Linked DNA regions of Oryctolagus cuniculus: region 2 is linked to region 1. A link is a contact called in public Hi-C data. All regions are on one chromosome and are shown on one strand. Each heading gives the region's core, a stretch centred on a gene start, on an enhancer-like site or on the middle of the called end of the contact. The rest is flanking DNA. Distances are from core to core; before and after follow the strand shown.

Evidence for each region. A called contact is a pair of places that touch in the nucleus more often than the background predicts.
Region 2: a contact with region 1 is called in a Hi-C map of liver, with 5 times the contacts expected there. The contact joins two enhancer-like sites. A contact is called at or near these places in 2 of 6 Hi-C or Micro-C datasets (liver and psoas muscle).

What each region holds. Positions count from the first base shown.
Region 1 is chr14:13,634,445-13,640,805 of mOryCun1.1, reverse strand. The region is part of intron 83 of ADGRV1 (adhesion G protein-coupled receptor V1); the gene reads right to left. Among named protein-coding and RNA genes, the nearest start is that of ADGRV1, 360 kb to the right of the region's middle. Within about 2 kb of position 3,220, at least 1 of the 8 cell types and tissues checked has an H3K27ac peak or open chromatin away from gene starts, as enhancers often do.
Region 2 is chr14:13,748,109-13,753,688 of mOryCun1.1, reverse strand. All of the region lies in intron 85 of ADGRV1 (adhesion G protein-coupled receptor V1), which reads right to left. Among named protein-coding and RNA genes, the nearest start is that of ARRDC3, 380 kb to the left of the region's middle. Within about 2 kb of position 4,023, at least 1 of the 8 cell types and tissues checked has an H3K27ac peak or open chromatin away from gene starts, as enhancers often do.

The sequences.
Region 1 (6,361 bases), core at 1,971-4,470:
TTACAGATGGCACAGATTAAATGTTAATCTTCCTCCAAAATTCTTCTGTTGAGGTTCCAACTCCCAGTGTGTTGATGTTTGCAGATGGAGCCTTGTGAAGTAATTCCTCAAGAGAGGATTAGTGTGCTTCTAAGAAGATGCACCAGAGAGCGCTCCCATTCTCTCTATGCTTGTGCACAGAAAGAGGCGAAGAGAAGATGTCTCAGGACAAAACCTGCCTTGTTAGCACCCTCATCTTTGACTTCCCAGTCTCCAGAACTGTTTAAACCCCGGACACCTGTATCTGTTAAGGTAGCCGAAGCAGATGATGACAAAATCACAACACAAAAATCCCCAAAGTAGTAGCGGTTCTTGTGATCTCACACAGCTGAACATCTGGAGAACAACGCTTTCAGAAATCAGCACTTTGGGTTCAAGGCGATCAGATCTTGGGTGACAACAGAGGGAGCAGAGGATAAGTTTGGGAGACTCAGCAGTGTTGCAGAGGACCACGTATTCTCTAGCAGGAACCAGGTGCTACAGGAAGATTGCTAACAGGGAGCTGCCAGAGACATATGCAGCATCATCATGCCCCGCAGTTACCCAGGTTCTCTCTCCTCTGAATTTCCTTGTCATGTCTAAGCACCCCCACCCTCTCAAACAGCAAACGGAGCAGCTCTAGTCCGTGGAGGGAGGCAATCCATGGTAAGGCTGCCTGGTGCAGAAGACATCAGAGCAAGGGTAGCTTCCCACTCTGCAGTGGAACCAAGTAGACTGGGAAGAGGAGACAGACACAGGGGAAGCAGGGATAGTCAGCAACCCTTGGGGAGAAAAATATTCAAACACCCCAAGGTAGATTTGGAGATCTGAGGTCACAGAGAACCTAGGACTACTTTTCTGGGTCTAGTTCCTGGAGTAGAGAAGACTGCTACCTTTTCTAGATAAGCCCCTGGCTGTCCCCCCCGCCCCCCGCCCCATGACACAATTCCATCAGTGCCCAAGAACCTCAGCACAGCCACAGGAAGCAGAAGTGGCCCAGGATGAGCAGGTTGCTCCCCAGGAGCAGGATAGGGCTGGTTTCCCAAGACCAGCTCAGGGTTCTGGTCTCACACATCAGGGTGTGTGTGGCCTGAGATCCACACCCTGCCCCAAGTAACGGCACAGTTTCCGCAGAAGGGACCTAAGCCAAGGGCAAGACTGAGGGTAGCGTGTTTCCAGGGAGTGGGACACATGCAGGCATCTGAAGGACCGATTCAAAAGTTTGACTCGAAGCCAAAGGTGCAGGGAACCATCACAGGTGTGCACACGGGGCTGGAGGCACAGCAAGCAGGCTGACTCCCGCGCCATCCAAAGCCATGAATTTGCCTGGGAGGAGCGTATGTTTTACATACTTCTACCTAGATGTATCTGAAGATGATCTGAGTGAATCAGTTGCACAAAGCTTTGGCCAGATGGACCCAGCATGTTCTGTCATTTACTCCTCGAACAAGTTGATACACAGGTCTCGTTAGGCCCACAGAAGATGAGGAAACAGCCTTGACAACGCGAAGATGCTTCAAGTTCATGCAGAACCGTCATTGCATGCAAGGCTGCCGGTTGCAAAACTACTTGAACTAGTCTTCCTGCTTTCATCCCCGCCCCACACATTCTAGATCCAACGCAGAAGGCGGAGGGATTCCCCTGGAAGGTGAGGTCTCATCAGCCTGCACACAAAGCCGCCGGTGGTTTCCCAACTCCTTTACGAAACACCCTACGAGGCCCTCTTACTGCCTTCTACCATCGTTCATCCTCCTGGCTCAACCTAGGCTCTCTGTTCCCAGGATGCACCTCAGGGAAACCCTAGCTTTCCCCTTCATCTGAAATGTTCTCCCTCATTGCTTGCAGATCCCTGCTCTAATAACACTGCCTGCTTGGAGACACTTTGGGCAGCCTCCACACATAAGTTAGCTCTGAGTCTACCACTCTCAATCCTTTCTCACCATCACTCTTTTGCATGCACTCAATCCTTACCCGGTGTGGCACCCTCGCCCAGCCGCCACCATCACCAAATATCAATGCCATCCATACAGAGATTCCATCTGCATGCTCACTGTTAACAAAATGCAGGATACAGCCCCACACATAGAGGATACTCATTAAGGGACTGAATTGTTGGAACCAGTCTCAAACTCCAACACAACAAATTGGAAAAGTTATGCTTTTTAAGCAAATGAACCGATTTCAACATTCAGTGCATTTTAACCGTTCAGAGTGATGTCTCTTTTTGTAGGTCTAATTCCATCCACGGGGCCCACATGTCAGAGTGCAAGAAGCAATGATGAAACTGACTTTTCTCAGGTGCTACTGAGACAACGTCCCCTTCATGGCGTTGTGTCTGCCATTTCTGTGTGTGCTTACTCATATGCATGTGCGTGTGCATTTACACACACACACACACACACACACACAGCAATCCTGCAGTCTCTGTGTTCATCTGAAAGCCTTCCCTGACAGCAATCCCAGTTTGCTTTTTCTAATGCTGGGTTTTACTATGACTCAGTAGTCTCAAGTGTCTACCATTGAGATACACTTTGGGATCTCTATGTTGCAACACATGAGAAAAAATACTGTGGAGAGAACTACTATTTTAAATGCAATTAGAGAACTTTTGGCTTATATTGATATCGAATAGATTGTTTTTCTAACCAAGTAAGCTCCTTGCTGCAAACAGGACTTAGAAAATAAGTACCAATTGAAATATTTAGAAGACATTTTTGCTTGTTTTTAATAAACAAAAGAGCCCATTTCCACTAGCAAACAGAGGCTGGGTGCAAAAAATCTTTAGCTTTGCAACAAACCCAGAAAAGCAGAAGAAACAAACACGGAAGATTTGCTGGTCAAAGTCTGGTGGTGGCTCACGGAAGCGCTTGTGAAGAGCGACCCCTGGTGGGCAAATGTACTCAGAGCAGACGGGAAGAGATGGAAAAGTACCCTTGATACGAAAATGAAATGGGATATTTGGGAAATCATACTGCTAGCGAAAAACAATTCACAGCCTTGCAAACTCATTTCCTAGCAAGTCACCACTTCCTTGAATTCTCTCACCTGCTGAAATGATTACATACGGATATATCCACGAGGAAAATAAACTCTACGGTCCTGCAAAGTTTGAGAAATCCCTTCTAGCAAGTGGAAAATTTATACCAGTGGGTGCAGGAAAAGAAAAGAAAACTAAGTAATGTCACAACCTTAAGCTAGAGCCCTTCTTAGATCTCCAGTTTCAATTTGGTGCCTCCACGGGTTGAGACCATGCAGAGCACGTGTTAAGAAGCTCATGGGAGATAGAGGTTAAAAATTAAGTTTATTCTCATGCAAGAAGTATTTGGTCTCTATGCATATTCTTTTCATAATACATACTCCCATGAACTTTTGGAAGACCACTGTTTAATTAAACTTTACAATTTCAGGTGCCCAGATTTGTAGAAGCAAAATTAACATTCATTAATTTGCAACGAGATGTCTGTCAGGAGACTGATTTCATTTCTGTCCATCAGCTAGGAAACTTGACTAATTATGCAATACTAGTGAAGCAGGGATGGACAGTTATTAAAATATTTCTCCTAAGATATTGTGCTGTCAATTTTAATTGCCTGTTTGTTGACTCAGACTCTGCTTTCCACACTTCAATTTAATCATTTATATAGAGTTTGCCTCATTAGCACAAAGTTATTTTTCTTACAATTTGTGATTTTAAAAGATTTACTGATTTCTAAGCAGAATTATTTTCCTTTGAGAAAAGAAAACATTTTACCTAATGAAATTTATCAGGTGAGGCATCAACAGGAGAACTGAACTAAGAGAAATTGGATGTACAGAAACTGTTTGAATGTACCCAGTTCCATTAAGGGAGCTAGATACAGCCTTGGGTAAGTGACTAACTTTGCGGTAACTGAAGCTTCCATCTCACCCCTCTGGTCTAAGTCTTCACCTCCCCCATCAGTGGTAGAAGTGCCGCTGCTTTGATACCTGCCACTTGGCCACTTAGCCCTTGCTTCCCAGTCCAGCCCACACCCCTCCCAGCCATCCGTTTGATCCTTTTTCCATTCACATACGACAGTTCTGTAGGAGCTGCCTGCCTTCTCTGGTGATACCTGCTCTGTCTGGACACTCTTCCAGTAAGCACCCCAGTCCCCATCCTCTCTCCACCTATTTAAATTCAAGGCATGTGTTTAGCCTAGTGGTCAAGACACCGGTTCTGACTGCTACATTGCACACTGGAATACCTGGGTTCAATACCTGGTTCTACATCTAATTCCAAATCCCTGCTAAGGCAGACCCAGGGAGACAGCAGTGACGGCTCTAGTTGGGTCCTTGCCATCACACAGGAGATCTTGATCAAGTTCCCGGCTCCTGGCTTCATCCTGGCCCAGTTCTAACAAGTACAGGCATTTGAGGAGTCGACCAGCCTGTTTCTCTGCCTGTCAAAGAAAAGAGTCTATATATCCTTCAGTCCCTAGCTCACGTGTCATTTAGTCCAAGTCACCTTTGAAATGAACGTCTCCTATGGGATGAGTGAGGTGGCCCCTTCCTGGGCTCTCATGGCACAAATTCATGAGTTTTATCTTAGAATTGCTCCTGTGCTAGAATGTTCTGTGTTAATGGCACCCTGTCAAAATCAGGCACTGCTCATCCCTGGCTCCCCGCACAGTGTACAGCTCACAGGGGTTCTCTGCAAGTGTATGTGGTGTTGCATATTCTACACTATACAGATTCTCACATTGCGAGAGAGATTTCACTAAAGCCCAGGTAAAACTATGCTCACTGTGCTGGAAACCACAATTCTTCTTCATTGCCATTGAACAGAGTCAGTTATAGCCGTGCACAATCAAGTTGATGAGGACAATAAAAATTACTCTGTAATCACAAGATAATTATGGCTTCTACTCAGAAATTTAGACTCATGCAAATTTAAAAATAAATCTCTAATACTTAAAAATATTAAAATTTTGGCTAACACGAACATTTGGTTCCTTTTTTATTTGATTAAAAAAAACTTAAGCACCCACACAGAAAACAGACTATTTCACTGGCATGTATCCATACACAGAATATGGAGTTATGAAAATCCACACATAAAATCCCCAGGACAAGGAGATAGCATCACCATTGGGTCATTAGGACTTTTAGAAGACCGGAGGAACGTTCCTGGGCCAATTAAGCCCATAATGAAAACATTGTTTTTAAATTGGCATCTTCCTCACTCTATCTGTGTGTTTTTATTCAGAGTTTGCCAAAAGGACCCATCACATGCTTCTGGCATCACGTCCCTGCTGTCAGACCAGCAGGCAAAGTCAACACTGGCCTGGGCGCTGCTAGTGACAGAGCCGAACCACCTGACCCTAAAGCTCCGGAAGCTGCCCCAGCAAGACATCTCACCGGCACCTGCCCCCAGAGCCATACTGTTAAGAAATGGGTTTCTTCCCCAATGATTTCCTAGACAAAGCCCATCACAGAAAAAGGAAATGGACAACAAATTAGATCCCCACAGGTCAGGCCATTCAAACCGAAGCCAGCGCCTTTGGCAGAAGTTAATGTACACTTTAAATATAGATTCGTCTCTAAGTTTAGCTATTAGACAGCAGTGTGAGAAGAAAGAAATAAAGTGTGAACAGGAAAACAAACCTTCCTTAAAAATGATTTCTTGGAGATTTTGTAGTTCACAGTTATCAATATACTTTCCTTATTATTGTACAAAAAATACATAACAGGTATACTTATATATCAGTCATAACTTAAATGTATTCAATGCAGGAGAATCCATATTAGACCAAGTAATACTCAAAAGCTACTTAGAAAAGATTGGCTGCATTATAAATAGCTTTAAAAAAGAATGGTACTGATAATATCTTTTAACTTCCAAGATGTATATACTTGGGTACATATTTCAGATTTATATTCCCATATAAATTTAGATTTTATATATTTAAATCTATGTATTTTAAAAAAATCTTCAACTGATTTCATGGAAAATTCCTAATTAGTGATGCTATTTTATGATATATGTTAAAATTTAGAAGCAGTTTCTATCATTTAAAAGATGCATTATCCTTTATAACAGATCATATTATGTAATTTGTTTATAAAAATATCCTCTTAGCCAATGGCTCTTTTACAGGCATAGCAAAGAACTGGGATATTTTTTAAATGCACTGAATTCACACCAATTTACAGGACACACACATGTAACGCTCACATGTTTAAAAGGACCGAGTCCCGGTGGGCACAAATGCTTCTATTTCTCATGCAGATACATGGTTTGGTTGGTTCATTGCTGAAAATATCCACATTCCAGGAGCGATTTCTTCCACAACTAAATCAGGCTATCAACATCAACATACTGGGA
Region 2 (5,580 bases), core at 2,774-5,273, 110 kb before region 1:
CACAGTCAGGGCCCCAAGCCCTCACCACCACCATGCAAGTGGTTGTACCATGCCCTGGAACCGTGAGTGAAGCAAACCTTATGCAGTACTCAGCCTCAGGGATTTTGCTATGGCAACAGAAAATGGACCAATGCATATATTCAATATAAAAATGAATTAAAAATGAGAGAACATCAAGAAAATCTAAGATTGGATAGGGAGCAGTGGAGTAAAAATTACTGTTTGATAAACATTGGGATATATAGTTATCCTGGACTCTTTTAAAGCTGTTTTGAGAGTCCTGTCTCTGTCTCTCTCACATGGAATAGTTCAAGAGAGGCACGGCTTTTTCCAGTATGAGGGTGGTGTGCTTACTATGTCATATAATTGACAATGTTCTTGATCTTACATTAACAGAAAACTCAGTTCTGACTTCCACATGACTGCTACTCATTCACTTAGCATGCATTTAGTAACCCACAGCCATGTGCATGCTTTTGCTCTGCTCTGGACATAAGGTTGGGAATAAAACACCCCTCCCGACCAGAGCATAAGTGTCTTAGTGCAGCCTGCTAAGTGTGACAGCAAAACCACCTGGAGCATGGTGGGTGCGCAAAGGAAGAAGTGAGTGGCTGTGTGCAGAGAACTTAGCTGGTGAAATCACAGTTGCCAAGAACTCGGTGAGATTAGAATCGAGAATGGAAATTTGTTACCGTAAGAACCTGACATGGAAATGAATTGGACAGCCTTGGGAAAACCGTGGTCCCTTTCCTGGACAATGGCAAAGAAAGGGCAATGCTAACACATTTCTCAACTTCGTTTCCTGTTGGTTCAGGAATCATCTGTGCTCTTGAGAAGGGAAGTAGGCCTGAGATTTTCAGGAAGATAACCTAATTATGATTAATCCTTGTTCCTCTGGGACTATAAGACTTTCAAGGCCAAGCATCTGTGTGTGTTTGCCCTGATCGGGGGAAGCAGAGTCCAGAATTAGTAAATGCACAGAATGTAAATGTGGGTTCAACTGGTCCAAAGATACAAGGGCTGTGTATTTTACTAATTTTAGAAAAAAGGTCCTACATAAGAAAAAAAGACACATTATAACCTTTCCAATACAGTATATGTGAAGGATAATTCTGGATGAAAGCCCAAGAGAGTGACCACATAGGAATTTTCAAAAGAACCCCAGACAACGTAGGCATCACAGCTCTATCAGGAAGGAAGCAGTTGATAGAGCCAACATCCCTCCCCTTAAGACCCTTCAACTCGATGAAAATGACAAGACGAGAGCCCAGAGATCAAAGCTAAGAAGAGGGGCCTTGGGAAGGGGTCGCAGAGGTGAAATCATTTGCTGCCACCTAAGAAAACAACTCTGCTTTCCCTTTGTTGAATCAAAACTCAGCAACCTAAGAACCCGCTTGTACTGGGTAGAAGTAGCAAACTGAAGAAGCGATATTCCTGGGGCCTCTGATGCTGTTTCCTCTGTATCTTTTCGATCTGAATTTGTCCTTTATTGATAAACAAAAAAAATTTCTTCTAATCTGTAAGTGGAGTCTGACATGGACATCTTTAACCAGACACAGACTTAAATTGCTGTCTAAAACCTAGACTCTCTCAACAGACCCGTGGTCACATGGCCATCAACAATTGATAACCCGTAAAGAAATAGGGCTAAGTTTATTTTCAATGCTATCAACAAAACAGCACAAAACACTACAATAAACTCGATAAGTGCAACTACAATGCAATTTTATAAGGTTAGATCCTAAAAATGCATCTTATCAAGAAAATACAGACGTTATCACACAAGCCAAAATTAGACGTATTATTCTCTGTAACTCCCTTTCTGTGATCCTCACAAAAATCACTGCAGAGCCGCTGGTATTCATGTTTGCATTTGCTTTGATTTCCAAGTGGAATGCTGCCTCTAGCTAGCCTTGAGATTAATTTTAAGAAAAAAAAAGAAAACTTGAGTGCATTCTGTGGTTTAGGTATAATTGTTACATAAACAGTGCCGAGATACTGGGCGAGTAGGAGTCAGTCTTTTAATTGTCCTCAGCTTATGGTTTCAGAACATGTTCAGAATATTTTTCCACTTCTTATGTGAAAAAAGTTTTTAAGAATCAAATACAAGGCCAACTGCTAATGAAATCATAATGAAGTTTTCAATATTATAAAAAGCAAGCCACTTATGAAAACAAGAAAGCTGAAAATAATTTTCAGAACTCTAATATCTTTAAAACATTGATATAATCAATTTCTCCTAGTTAAAGGCTTAAGTTCAGATATTTAAAAGCCAAGTTTGGCATCTCTGGGTACCACACGGGGCCTCTCAGGGTTTGTGGTTTATTTCATGCTAGGTGTTGTGTGAAGTACTTTGTATGCAATCTTTAAATTCTCATGACAAACCATAAGACAAGCAGTATTATCTCCATTCGTTCCTTTAATGAATGTTCACTGAGCACCTATGACAGGCAAGAGACTGTTCAAGGCTCCATGGTTACAGCAGGGAGCAGCCACAGCAATAAGAAGTCTTGCCAGGTCCAGTGCTTGGCCTAGTGGTTTCGATGTCTGCATCCCATACTGCAGTGCTTGGGTTTGACACCCGCCTCTGGCTCCAGATTTCAGCTTTCTGGTAACACAAATCCTGGAGTCAGCAGGGATGGTTCAAGTAATTGGAATTCTGCCACACTACCTGGGGGACCTGGATTGCTGTCCTGGCTCCTGGCTTCTGCCTAGCCTTGCTTTAGCCATTTTGGTTGTTCGGGGAGTGAACCAGCAGTTGGAACTCTATCTGTTCATCTATCAGTCTCTGTCTCTGTCTCTGTGTGTGTCCCTCTGCCTCTCAAAAGGCGGAGGACAAGGAGCAGCAGCAGTAGGAGTCCTTGCCCTCTTAGAGCTCACATTTTAGTGAATATTACCTTTTCTTAATTCTTTTAATCTAACCTGCCTTCAGCTAAGTTATTAGAAATATTTTAAAAACAAAAATATTCCTCTTAGATCCCAGTTGGAATCCAGCAGAGACACCTGAGAGGCAGAAAATATAAGGAAGCATAAAAATCAATAAATACACACTATACCTGAGAGTGATGATGCCTGACAGAAATGAAAATAGGATAAGGCCATGATGTAGTGCTGCGAGTTGCTAACTTTATCTGAGGGGGTCACAGATGTGTGGAGTCCCCCAAACTGAGATCTGAAATTTTCTATGCCCAAACAAAATGTCTCTTTGAGAATAACAGAAAAAGATACACCAAATTAACATTCTAGTGTTCTTACTGACACGCTGTTGGCCCAAACAAATTACCGCTACTGCTGATAAGGCAGGATGTCACCCAAGAAATACCTCACCCAATGGTATCTACTTCTGAGACACAAAGACTCTCGTTTTCACCATATGGGCCCTAAGTGGCATGGTTAATTGTTTTCCCCATTATTTATCAGTAGGATCTGGAGGACATCTGGAATTCTCCCTGGCAGGCCAGCACATGACTCATGGCAAAGCAGTTGTGTTGGGTAACTGATGACTCTGTGGATTTTTACGAGGTGCTTCTGAAACTCACGCACTGTATTGTTATTCTCACTTTCCCCTAAAGCACACTCCCTTCAAAATAATCAAGAGACATCGGGAATTCAAACTTTTCCATGAAGTTGCTATTTTATTTCCATTAGAATCCATTTCATTGGATTACAGTCACCATTAAATCCCAGTGTTTGACGAATCACAAGTTACCCAACAATTGCACTGAAGGGTATTTATTGTAATTATGAATACAAAGGGTGACAAGTGTCCATATATGGCCATTTACTGTGATATGTTTAAAATATTACTTTAACATTTAATTTTAGAAATATTTATTTGGAAGGCAGAGTGATAGAAATGAGGGAGGGAGAGGGAGGAGGGAGAAAGTGAGAGAGAGACGGAGAGAAAGAGAGAGAGTGGAGGATAGATCGATCTTGTGTTCTATGGTTCACTTTCCCAATAGCCACACAACCAGAGCTAGGTCACTCCGAAGCCAAGATCTCCAACCGGGTATCCCACGTGGGTGGTAGGAACCCAAGTACCAGGGCCACCATCCACTGTGTCCCAGGAGCATTAGCAGGAAGCTGGATGGGAAGTACGGAGTAGCCAGAACTCAAACCCAGGTGCCCTGATACAGAGTACGATTCTAAAGCAGCAGCTTAACCTGCTGTGCCACAAAGCCCACCCCTGGATATGTAATTAATTTATCCCAACTGGGTACCTATTCCAGTGGGTCACCATACAGAAAGTTTAAAAATAAGAAGTTTAAAAAATGATGAAATAACTTGCTGTTATCCTAAGTGTGAGCAGCCCATTCATTCTAGACTTCATAATGTCTTCCAAAAATGAAGAAACATCCTGGATCATCAGACAAGGCATTTAAATAGGGAGTTGGCCTGACAAATCCAGAAACAAACACATGAGTTTTGAGCCACACTCAGGAAATGCTGAACATGTGGAACTACGTGAGTTGGAAGGAAATTGAGAGCCCCAAGTACTCCTCTTCCTAGAAAAGATCCAACTTCCATCTCCACTGCCATTATAAGCAAAGTGTCATCGCCATTTCCAAAAGTCATCCAGGGAGAAATAACACACACTGATCATACATTACTCATTATTATTAATTTTGAATGCCAAAGAAATCATTAATGTTTCCTTTATTTAGTATGCAACCTCAATTATTTTATAAACATTTAAAAAAACTAGAAGGGCTTTTAAAGATCAGTTTATGGTTTCCTCCAACCCATCTGCCTCCTCCATTCTTCAGGGCTTCATGAGCAATCACTACTCATTTGGTAAACAGAATTGCAGTATTACCTTGTGTTTTCAAGTATAAGGCTTATGTGTTGTGCCAATGTCAACAATAAAAGGGGCAGAGGTTTAATATTTTATCTAGAAATTTTTAAATCTGGAAATCCTAATATTCTTTAAACTGTACTTTGCCAACAAGGATAATGATCAATTCAGTCAGTTCAGTGGTCTTCATCTAGTACTATTTTTTAAATAGAAAATTAGAATAGACTACAATTGGAAACCTATGCCAATAAGTCTAGATTTTTGCGTAACTTGGTTCTAATCCACTTAATATCACCCATCCACAGATGGTTTAATGGAACCATAGGCAATGTAACTAAAGGATGAAACTAAAACCTTCATGTGTCAAGAGTATTAATGGGAAAAAAATGAAGTTTAGAAAGGGGAAGGTTTTTCTTCATTTATGCAAATTTGTGGGTGCAAATGAAAGAGAGAGAATGAGGACACAGGAGAAAGTCACAACAGCACCATGTAGAGCTAAATATGTGCTCCTGGTGTTGAAGGGAAGGGATGAGCATTCTGGTGCTGATTCCCCCTAGAAAATCTAAAAAGAGAGAGGCTGTCTTGCTAGGCCAGTGGCAGGCCAGAGGAGGAGGGGTGGGTTGGCTAAACCTTCACATCAAAAGTCTATGGGTCAAAGCATACAAATGCTTCTAGAGCACTGCAATGGAGATGATTCTACTCCTTGTCCAGTGGAACCTCCCAGAAGGCAAGCAGGCCTCTGCAGAGAGAGGCTGAAGCTAATATTGAGCTCCTGGAGATTGCAT